Regions from separate parts of the Mus musculus genome. Here region 2 is linked to region 1. The links are chromatin contacts, called in public HiChIP or PLAC-seq maps. All regions are on one chromosome and are shown on one strand. The core of a region is the stretch at or near the end of the contact, and the rest is flanking DNA. Distances in the headings are between cores, read along the strand shown. Region 1 holds the start of Rpia (ribose 5-phosphate isomerase A). Region 2 has its middle 10 kb from the start of Gm30331.

The links. HiChIP or PLAC-seq counts read pairs in DNA pulled down with a chosen protein or histone mark.
Region 2: an H3K27ac HiChIP or PLAC-seq map of embryonic stem cells shows a contact between it and region 1, with 10 read pairs. The contact joins the enhancer-like site here to the promoter of Rpia in region 1. A contact is called at or near these places in 1 of 484 Hi-C or Micro-C datasets (embryonic stem cells), 7 of 115 datasets of contacts at active chromatin or transcription factors (CD8 T cells, the SCID.adh cell line, embryonic stem cells and 1 more) and 3 of 9 other capture datasets (adipose tissue, liver and pancreatic islet).

Annotation. Positions count from the first base shown.
Region 1 is chr6:70,790,854-70,795,255 of GRCm38.p6, reverse strand. Rpia (ribose 5-phosphate isomerase A) reads left to right here and starts at 3,081. Exons shown (of 9, transcript NM_009075.2): 1 at 3,081-3,370. The coding sequence starts at 3,107.
Region 2 is chr6:70,822,410-70,827,093 of GRCm38.p6, reverse strand. No RefSeq gene overlaps it. Among named protein-coding and RNA genes, the nearest start is that of Gm30331, 10 kb to the right of the region's middle. Within about 2 kb of position 1,878, at least 344 of the 459 cell types and tissues checked have an H3K27ac peak or open chromatin away from gene starts, as enhancers often do. A contact at or near this core is called in CD8 T cells, the SCID.adh cell line, adipose tissue and 4 more, where this site is marked.

The DNA of each region.
Region 1 (4,402 bases), core at 1,832-4,331:
TAAGTTTTCTTTTTTTCCCATTTTTATTAGGTATTTAGCTCATTTACATTTCCAATGCTATACCAAAAGTCCCCCATATCCACCCACCCCCACTCCCCTGCCCACCCACTCCCCCTTTTTGGCCCTGGTGTTCCCCTGTACTGGGGCATATAAAGTTTGCAAGTCCAATGGGCCTCTATATTGTAATTTATAACTTGTTCTTTTCCACTACCAGGGATTGATCTACCGTGCTGGTCAAGTGCTCTATCGTCTACGGTGGTTGTAACATAAACTGTCTTGTTTTGCAGGGGCTCCCAGAGAATGCCTTAGTTTTAGAAGAAACTTTGGGCTTTAGAAAAACTACAGAACTGTTAAGATTTTGGGGATTACAACAAAGCAGACTAAGAGAAGGGTACAGGTGAAAGGAAGGACACTTGTAGGGCAGCCTCCGAAAGGGGGAGTGGAGTTCAGTGTCATTGAGATACAAATAGTGTGAAGGTTTAAAAGGTCTACTTTTATCTTTTATGTGTGTGATGCCTAAATGTATGGCTGTGTATCATGTGAGAGGTCAGATGAGGATGTCCGATCCCCTGGACCTGGAGCTATATGTGTTTGCAAGCTGCATGATGTGAGGTGCTGGAAACTCAAGTCTGCCCTCTACAAGAGCACCAAGCGCTTATCTCTCTAGGCCCTGTCTTTTGGTTTTTGAAGCCAGGGTCTTGCTATGTTGCCTAGGCTGACCTGGAACTCTGCTATTTAGGCAGCCTGGCCTGGAACTCCCTCAAATCCACGTACCTCTGCTTCCCATGCCCTACAAACAGTGAAGTTTTGATAACGTGCTTAGTCCTATAGCTAATGGTGCTTACTAAAGGACAGGAATTCTGAATGACTGAAGGCAGAGTGTAGCGTTGAGGCATGGAATGTGTGCTATTCTATCTTGCTTCAGATACACGTTGAGGATCTTTTGTGTGTGAGCAGCAGCCTGATAGCCTGCACAGAGGATGAATGCTAAGCACAAAGTAAGTAAAGAATAAAGGATCGAGGAAAGACCTTCTGAACTAGTGGTGTAATCCTAGCTACATCCTAGCATATGGGCTGAAAGTTCAAGGGATGCCTGGGCTACGGAATGAGGCCAAGGCTGGATGGTCAGCTTAGTGAGACCCTGCTGCCAATGTCAGGGGGGCATGTGGCAGAGACCCAGCTTCACAGTGCTGAGTGACTGCAGGAGTCAGAGTTATTTCCAGAGACGTCTACTCTGGTGGATCCAGGATCCAAGTCATAGTTCAGTTTATTATAAAGGGGTTTTATTTCATATTTAAAGATGGGGTTAATATGAAGGGAGATACTATCTGTTTTGCAGCTTTATGTCAACTTGACACATGCTCGCCATCTGAGTGGAGGGAACCTCAGCTGAGAAAATGACTTCATAAGATCGTCCTGGAGGCAAGCCTGTAGGACATTTTCTTAATTAGTGATTGGTATGAGAGGACCCAGCCCATGGTGGGTGGGGCTCCATCTGTCCTGGTGGTTCTGGGTGTTGCAAGAAAGCAGGCTGAGTAAGCTGTGAGGAGCAGGCCGGTAAACAGCACCTCTGCCTCCAGGTTCCTGACACTGTTTCCCTCAGTGCACTGTGATTCAGGACATATAATCCAAATGAACCCTGCCCTCCCCAAGTTGCTTTTAGTCATGGTGTTTCATCACAGCAACAATAATAATTCTACGATACTACCCTTGTATGGATGTGGTCTCCTCAAGAGGGAGTCTCATGTAAGTGTCCAATCAATAGCGGCACACCTGATTATGGTGGGTCCTGAAGTTACATTTGTAATGGTGGCTGAAGAATTTTCTTCTTCTTTTTTTTTTTTTTTTTGGTAAAGGAGACTATCGAGTGGTTTCTGAGTGCCTTGGGCAGGATTACAGTCTGATAAAGATAAAACTCAGGTTATAAAAGTTGCAAAAAAGCATTGTGACCGGTCTTTATTGTTCCTAAGGGTTCCTGGAACATTCTAGCTCTTGGGGGTTGCTGGCACATGCCTTTTGCAGGCACACACCGTTAACCTCTGCTCTGGGGAAGGAAAGTCAGGCTGATCTCGGTGAGTTCAAGGGCATCTTGGTCTACAGAGTTCCTGGACAGCCATGGTTGCAAAGAGAGATCCTGTCTCAAAACACACAAACAAAACAACAAAAAGGACTTCCAGACCTATTTGGTGATGTAATCCCATATCAGGAAAAATGCTCCAAGTTCCAGGCCAGCCTGGACTGAACTCTACAGTGAGTTCAGGCCACTGGGACTGCTGAATGAGACCAAGAACTTGCAGCAAACTAAAGGCAGAAAAGGGGAAGCCCGATAAGGTACACTGGCCTGTGCGCTCGTGACCGGGCTCCATTTAGACACCCTGCATCCAATACCAAGAGCAGAACAATGTCCAAGGCGGGAGTTACTGATTGAACTTGTAACCTTGGGTTTGTGAAGGTCTAGCACAGACATCAGAAGACCTGGGAGTCCCAAGTGTGTCATCAATGAGTGACTCTAGAGCACTGTAAGAAGATGGCTCTGCCGGTAAAGTACTGACTGACACTACCAAGACGGTCAGATAACGGACTTCTGCAAGTTGTTCTTTGGCCTCCACAAGCACAACCTAAATAATACAATGTAATTAAAAGATTTTTTTTAAAAAAAGGCCGTTGTGTTGGTAGAACCACTTGCCTGAGGATTCGCTTACAACACAGCAACGTTCTCATTTGCTGGGCAAACAAGGTCAGGTTTTTAATAGTGTCTCTCTCTTTTTCTAGAATACGCGTACAGCCGGAAAGGTTCTTGGAGTTCACCTAAAGGTGTAAACACTTGACCCCAAGGTAGGGAGTTATTAGCTTCCTAGACAGCAGTTACCCGGACCTTCCGGACAGAAAGTCTGGAGTCAAGGCGGGCGATTTGCACACTAGGGTCGATCGTATTGTGGGACTTGTAGTCCCGAATGCAGAAGGGCCTAGGAACCACTGTCGCCGTAGGACTACATTTCCCAGCAACACGCATTTAGTAATACGCGCGGGGCAGGTTGCGCAAGCGAGCGGGTTTCCGGAGGAGTTGGGGGTGGGGCGGCCGGAGAGGCTGGAGCGAGGCGGCGGGATGCAGCGCCCCGGGCCCTTCAGCACCCTCTACGGGCGGGTCCTGGCCCCACTGCCCGGGCGGGCCGGGGGCGCGGCCTCGGGCGGGGGCGGGAACAACTGGGGCCTCTCGGGTTCCCACGTGCAGTTGCCGGGGCGTGCACATTCGGAGACCCGCGGCGACAAGGGAGGCTCGAGCGCGGGCGGCCCGGCCCCCTCCACGATGTCCAAGGCCGAGGAGGCTAAGAAGCTGGCGAGCCACACGGCGGTGGAGAACCACGTGAAGGTGGGCAGCTGGTGACGGCGTGATGGCTTCGTGCTGCGCGCCCAGGGCACTGCCAGGGTGCGCCTGACTCCTGAAAGGGCGAGGGTTGCGAGAGAGGGGAGAGGATGAGCCTTGTACCCGAATTCGCGCTGTTCTTCCCAACCCTTGAAAGGCCTTCTAGACCCCGAATGGGTGGGTGTCAACTCTTCCCCCAACTGGAGCCTTTTCTACAAAGATTCCCTGTCCGGCTGGAACTGGGTGCACAGTAGAGCCTGGCTGTGCTCTGTTTTAGAGTCTTGTCAGGCTGTTAATGCGTGCCTCCTAATCAGCCCATTGAAAATGGTGAGCCCCGAGGCTGCTGTTCTTCACTTCTCACTTACCGCGAAGCCAGCGGAGGGCTGTTTTGCAAAGTGTTTTGAAATTTTACTCCAAACAGGCTTTTCAGCTCCTCCCGCTGAGGAGCTAGAGTGCTGTCTTTACAAAGAAGCCATCAGGTTACTGTTGACAGGGCCGGGTGGCCAGACATCTGGAGGTGCTGCTTTTTAGGAGGGGTCCAGATGTTTTGAAGTTAGTAAGGCTGTGTCCACATTTGTTAAGTGGCTGGTGTGGTGCTCTGAGTGGACTCTTAGTGTAGGTGGGTTTGCTATCCCGTATGTAGCAGGTTAATTATCTTAATTGTATTACTTCTGTTGCCCTGTGGTGAAGTTTCCTGGTCTTGTTTTCTATTTCTTAGATCGCGTTATCAGAATCCGTATCTTCGTTAAAGGGAATTCTTTTCACTTGTTAAAGCTATGCTGCCCAAAGTTACTTTGCAAAGACACTGTTCTTAGAGCTTTATCTTCCTGCCTAGGGTGAGGGTGGCCTGAGTGGGCGGGGCCGGGTCTGATAACCTCAGGCTTGCCTGTTCTATAGAAGAACACCATTTTTGTTTCAGGCAGGGCTCTTATGCCCTTCTGTTCTAGGGTAGCTTTTTGCTCATCTAGTTAGCATAGGATTTTATACTTGAATTAAGAGGTGTGAGGTATGAATATGAATTTAAAATGTGTAATTTGG
Region 2 (4,684 bases), core at 629-3,128, 33 kb before region 1:
AGGTCATGTGTAACTCCAATTAGAAGTACTTCCCAGTTGAGCTCCCAGAAGGATGTCCCAGTATGCTAAAACACATACCAGCCTACTCAGTGGTGTGTGGGTCAATACAGCCTGGGCAGAAGTGCAAGGATTCCCAGAGGACATCCTACCTGAGGCAAACTGTGCTGAGGCAAACTATGCAGTAGAGACACTGAAGCCACCGGAAACCTGGGGGTGAGAGCTGCCCCGATGCTTCAGCCTGGAGCTGTCTGAGCATAAGCAGACTAAAGTGTATTGGTCTGACATTACTGTGACCAAATGCCCAAGAGAAGTCTAAGAGAGGAAAGATGGAGGGATAGCAGAACAGAGCGCTCCCCAGTGGCAGGAAGCAGCTAGTGATGTCTATATCACTGGCTTTCCCCTTTCCTGTTTTTTGTTTGTTTGTTTGTTTTGTTTTGTTTTTAAGTTTTTCCTCTCTGGGAAGTTTATAGCATAGTATTACCCACACCCACAGAGAGGTCCCCCCCCCTTGTTAATTCTCTCTGGAAATATCCTTCTAGATACAGCAGGATGTATACTCACTAATCTAGGTGCTTCCTAATGCTTTCAAGATGACACAAGCACTATCCTGTCAGAGTCCTCCATGCCTTTTGCAAACCGGAGGAGGTGACTGCAATCAAGGGACAATAGAATTTTCTTTCAGTGGTGGTGGTGGTGGTGGGGTCCTAGTTTTGTGGCTGGTAGTAGTTACACTATTCTGGGATAGTTTTCTGTAAGGCTTCAAGGAACATTAGTCAAAGCTCTTCTGTGACAAGCCATACAAACCAACTCTTACAACTTTTAGAGAAAAAAATTTAAGACTATTGCAAGAATATAAGTACCTCACAGAATTAAAGGGAACACACCATGGTCTGGATATAAGGTACTTTCTTGAGGATTCCTAGGTTGGAAGCCTGACCCATCGTATACTGCTATTGAAATGGTGGGAATTTGAAGAGGTGGGCTTGGTAGGAGGTTTTCTAAAAATATGTATTTATTTATTTTTATTTTCTCTCTTTGTGTGTGTGCGCCCGAGTGCAGGTGTGTGTACTGTATGCATGCCATGCCTGAAGAGGCCAGAAGCAACAGATCCCCAGGAAATGGAGTTGTAAATAGTTGTGAGCCTTCATGTGGGTGCTGGGAATCAAACCCAGGTCTTCTCTCTCGAAGAGCAGCCAGGGCTCCGCTGCTCCAGCTCTCCAGCCCCGAGTCATCATGGGCACCACCCTCAGACAAGAATAAGAGAATTATCTCCCACAAGAGTGAATTGTTACAGAAGTCTCAGCCTGAACCCCTGAGTACCGTCTGGCCTTCTGGCTCTCATCTGACATTGTGATCTCACCCGCTTGCATGCTTTCCTACCAGCATAATAGCCTTTGGGGAACTGAACAGGCACTAATGTCACACCCGTGAACAGAAATTCCCCAGAGAGAGGAATGGACCTAGCTTTTGGGTTATGGGTATATTTTGAAGGGGGCAGGGCTTGGTCACAGTCCTCTCATGACCACATACAGAAGGTAGAAGAGGGGTATCTTCCTATAGAGAAACAGTGGGAGGATGACTATGTCAAATACCAGGGCTGAAGAAATGGCTCAGTGGTTAAGAGCACTGGCTGCTCTTCCAGGGAACCTGGGCTCAATATATATATATATATATATATAATGATATATATGGTATATATTATATGGTGTTTCTTTTAAAAGAAAATGACAATCTACACACACACACACACACACACACACACACACACACACACACACACACACACACATACCCAGGCTGACTATAGCTGTTGGTTTCCTTGAACTTCTGATCTTTATGCTTCCACCTCCTGAGAGCTGGGATTACAGCCTGCACCATCACACCTGGTTTATGTGGTACGAGGGATCAAACCTCTCTTTGCGTCAGAGTTGTCTTGTGGCATAGCCCACATCCTGTTTCAGGAAGATGAACAGGTAGATGACATGGGGGCTCCAGGTCCTCAGCTACCACCTGTCACTTAGTATACACTTATTAAACATTCGATGCTGTAAATGACAGTTAAATAAATGCATGACTAACATGAACGGTATTTGCCTGGACTTGTTCTGAAATGAGGATCCGGGGCCTCCACCCTTCTCTAACACTGAGTATAGAGTCTCCAGGAAAAAACAGTATGGTCAGTCCCCACACTCAGCACCTCGGCGACAACCACGATCAGAGAGAAAACTGAACTGACGCAGACAACCTCTGTCCTGTGTAGAGAAACACAGGCCGTACTTTGCACTGATCTTGTTCACATATCCCCACACCTTGCTGTGGTTATCAGTCTGCAGCTCCTGGGTTCCCGTTGCCGCTGCAAAGGCGACTTTCTGCTGGCTCAGAAGCAGGAACTGTGCGCTGCTCATCCATTCTGATTGGCTGAGGAGCTGCGTTCTCCGCACGGTGACAGTCACCTGACCCTGAAGCTCCGCTTCTGTCCTATTCATCTGACCTAGCCTGAGTTGTGTTTTTCTGGAATGCCTGAGGCGGGGCTGTGGCTGTTGTTCCTGGGTGGGGCTAGAGAACTCTGCATTATTTTCTAGTTTATCCAAAGGGGGACTAGCAGAGCTGGGACAGTGAGATCCCAGAGGCTGAAGGTGGTATATGCCCCCTCCCCCTGGCCACTTCCTTGATCCTCACCTCTCTTCCGCTAGTTTGGAGGTTGGGAACCGCTGTTTAGTAGGAAAACTCTACCTTTAGACCTGAAAAGACGGGTATTTTCATACACAACACTGGCCTCCCACATTCCTGACAACAGGGAATGCTTTCCTGGTACCACGGGAGCTGCTCGGCCAGGCAGGCAGATGTCAAAGGAAGATGTCAAAGGCAGGTGAGGGTTCCTTGGTGGGAGAGAAAAATCTCTCTGGGACGAGGCCAGTGGAGGAGCGACTGCTGGTATTCACAGCTAATAAAGCTCCCCACCAACCCTGCCCACTTCATTCTACGCAAGCTTTTGGCTGTTTCTCAGTGTGTGTTGAGGGTGTGGGACTCCCATTTTTCTGCTTTGGTCCTTTCCCATCTCCACCTCTCCAGTGCTAGAATTACAGGTGTGTGCCGCCATGCCTGGTTAACGGGGTGCTGGGAATTGAACCCAAGGTTTCAGGCCTGTTAGGCAAGCACTCTGTCAACTGAGCTACAGCTTTAGCCTCTTTTTGAGGTTGTTGCCGTTTGTTTATAATTTTTCTTTGGTGGCTGAAGGAGAACTCTATAACTGCTTTTCTGTATAACATATAATTAACCAAATTTGGCATATAATTAACCAAAACCAGAAAGAAACTTCAGGAAAAGTCCTTTAGATGTCTTAGTGTAGGATAAGCTTTTACCACTGTCAGACTCTCAGTGAACTGAACAGGTCTAATTATTTCATTTTAGCATTTTCTTTTAGAGATTTATTTGTTTATTATTATATGTAAGTACACTGTAGCTGTCCTCAGACACTCCAGAAGAGGGAGTCAGATCTTATTAAGGGTGGTTTTGAGCCACCAGGTGGTTGCTGGGATTTGAACTCAGGACCTTCAGAAGAACAGTCAGTGCTCTTAACCGCTGAGCCATCTCACCAGCAAACCTCTTTTTTAGCATTCTGACAGCACTTTGTCATACACACCAAAACAGGATGTCTGGACAGAAAGTGTTTAGTGCCACAGCAAAGCCACTAACGCTTTCTGTTAGTGAAAGACTGACCTGGGCCCCAGACCCAGCAAATTTGCTGCAACCAAACGGAGACTGTGGGAGATCCAGCTGGAGAGAGGGAAGGGTCACAGCGGGGACTCTCAGACTAAAGTCTTGTTCTCTAAGCAAAGAAAGCAGAAAGGATTAAACCTGGAGGATAATAGAAAAATGACTGTTTAAAAACATTAATTAATTTGTGTGTACGTGTGTGTGTGCGCCTGTGTTTGTGGCTGTGCATGCCATAGCATGCATATGGAAATCAGAGGACAACTTATAGGAGTCAGCCCTCTTTCCACCAGGTGGGTCTCAGGGATCAAACTCAGACCACAAGACTCAGTGGCAAGCACCCTCACCTACTGAGCCATCTTGCCAGCCCAGGAAAACTATATTTGAAAGACCATTGCTTTGCCATCAGTTCATGTGTTACATGAAATGTAAGTCCACAAAACTTATACACCTCCCATGGACAAATAAGCTTGAGAGACCCTGTCTATTCTGGTTGATGTTACAGGATATTTGGTTATTATACATAGAAAACCAAATTGTTAGCAAAACATGAAAGCCTAGAAACACATTGCATTTATCAGGTGCAGTTAGGTATGTCCTAAATTGTGCAGTTTGGGTGTGCCTCTAAAAGCCTACATAGATAAGAATTCTAAAGAATGGAAAATTCCTGTCTATTTTAAGGCTTGTTGCTAGATGGAGGTCATGTGGTCTTTGCTCTATGATGAAAGGCAAAGTCAGTTAGATGGCCTCGAGCTACCCCACTGTAAAGGTCTCTTTCAGCACTCTTTTGGCTTGGAAGAGCTTCATGGAAGGAGCTCTGGGTGAGAGAGAGATTTTCACTTTGGGCGTGCAGGAACCACGGAGAAGCAGCTGGCAGGATGCAAACGAAAACAGTCATCAGGAAGGAGAGCAAAAGAGCTCTCTTGGGTTTCGAGGAGCCTATAGAAAGAGATTTCTAAAGAGCTAGCAG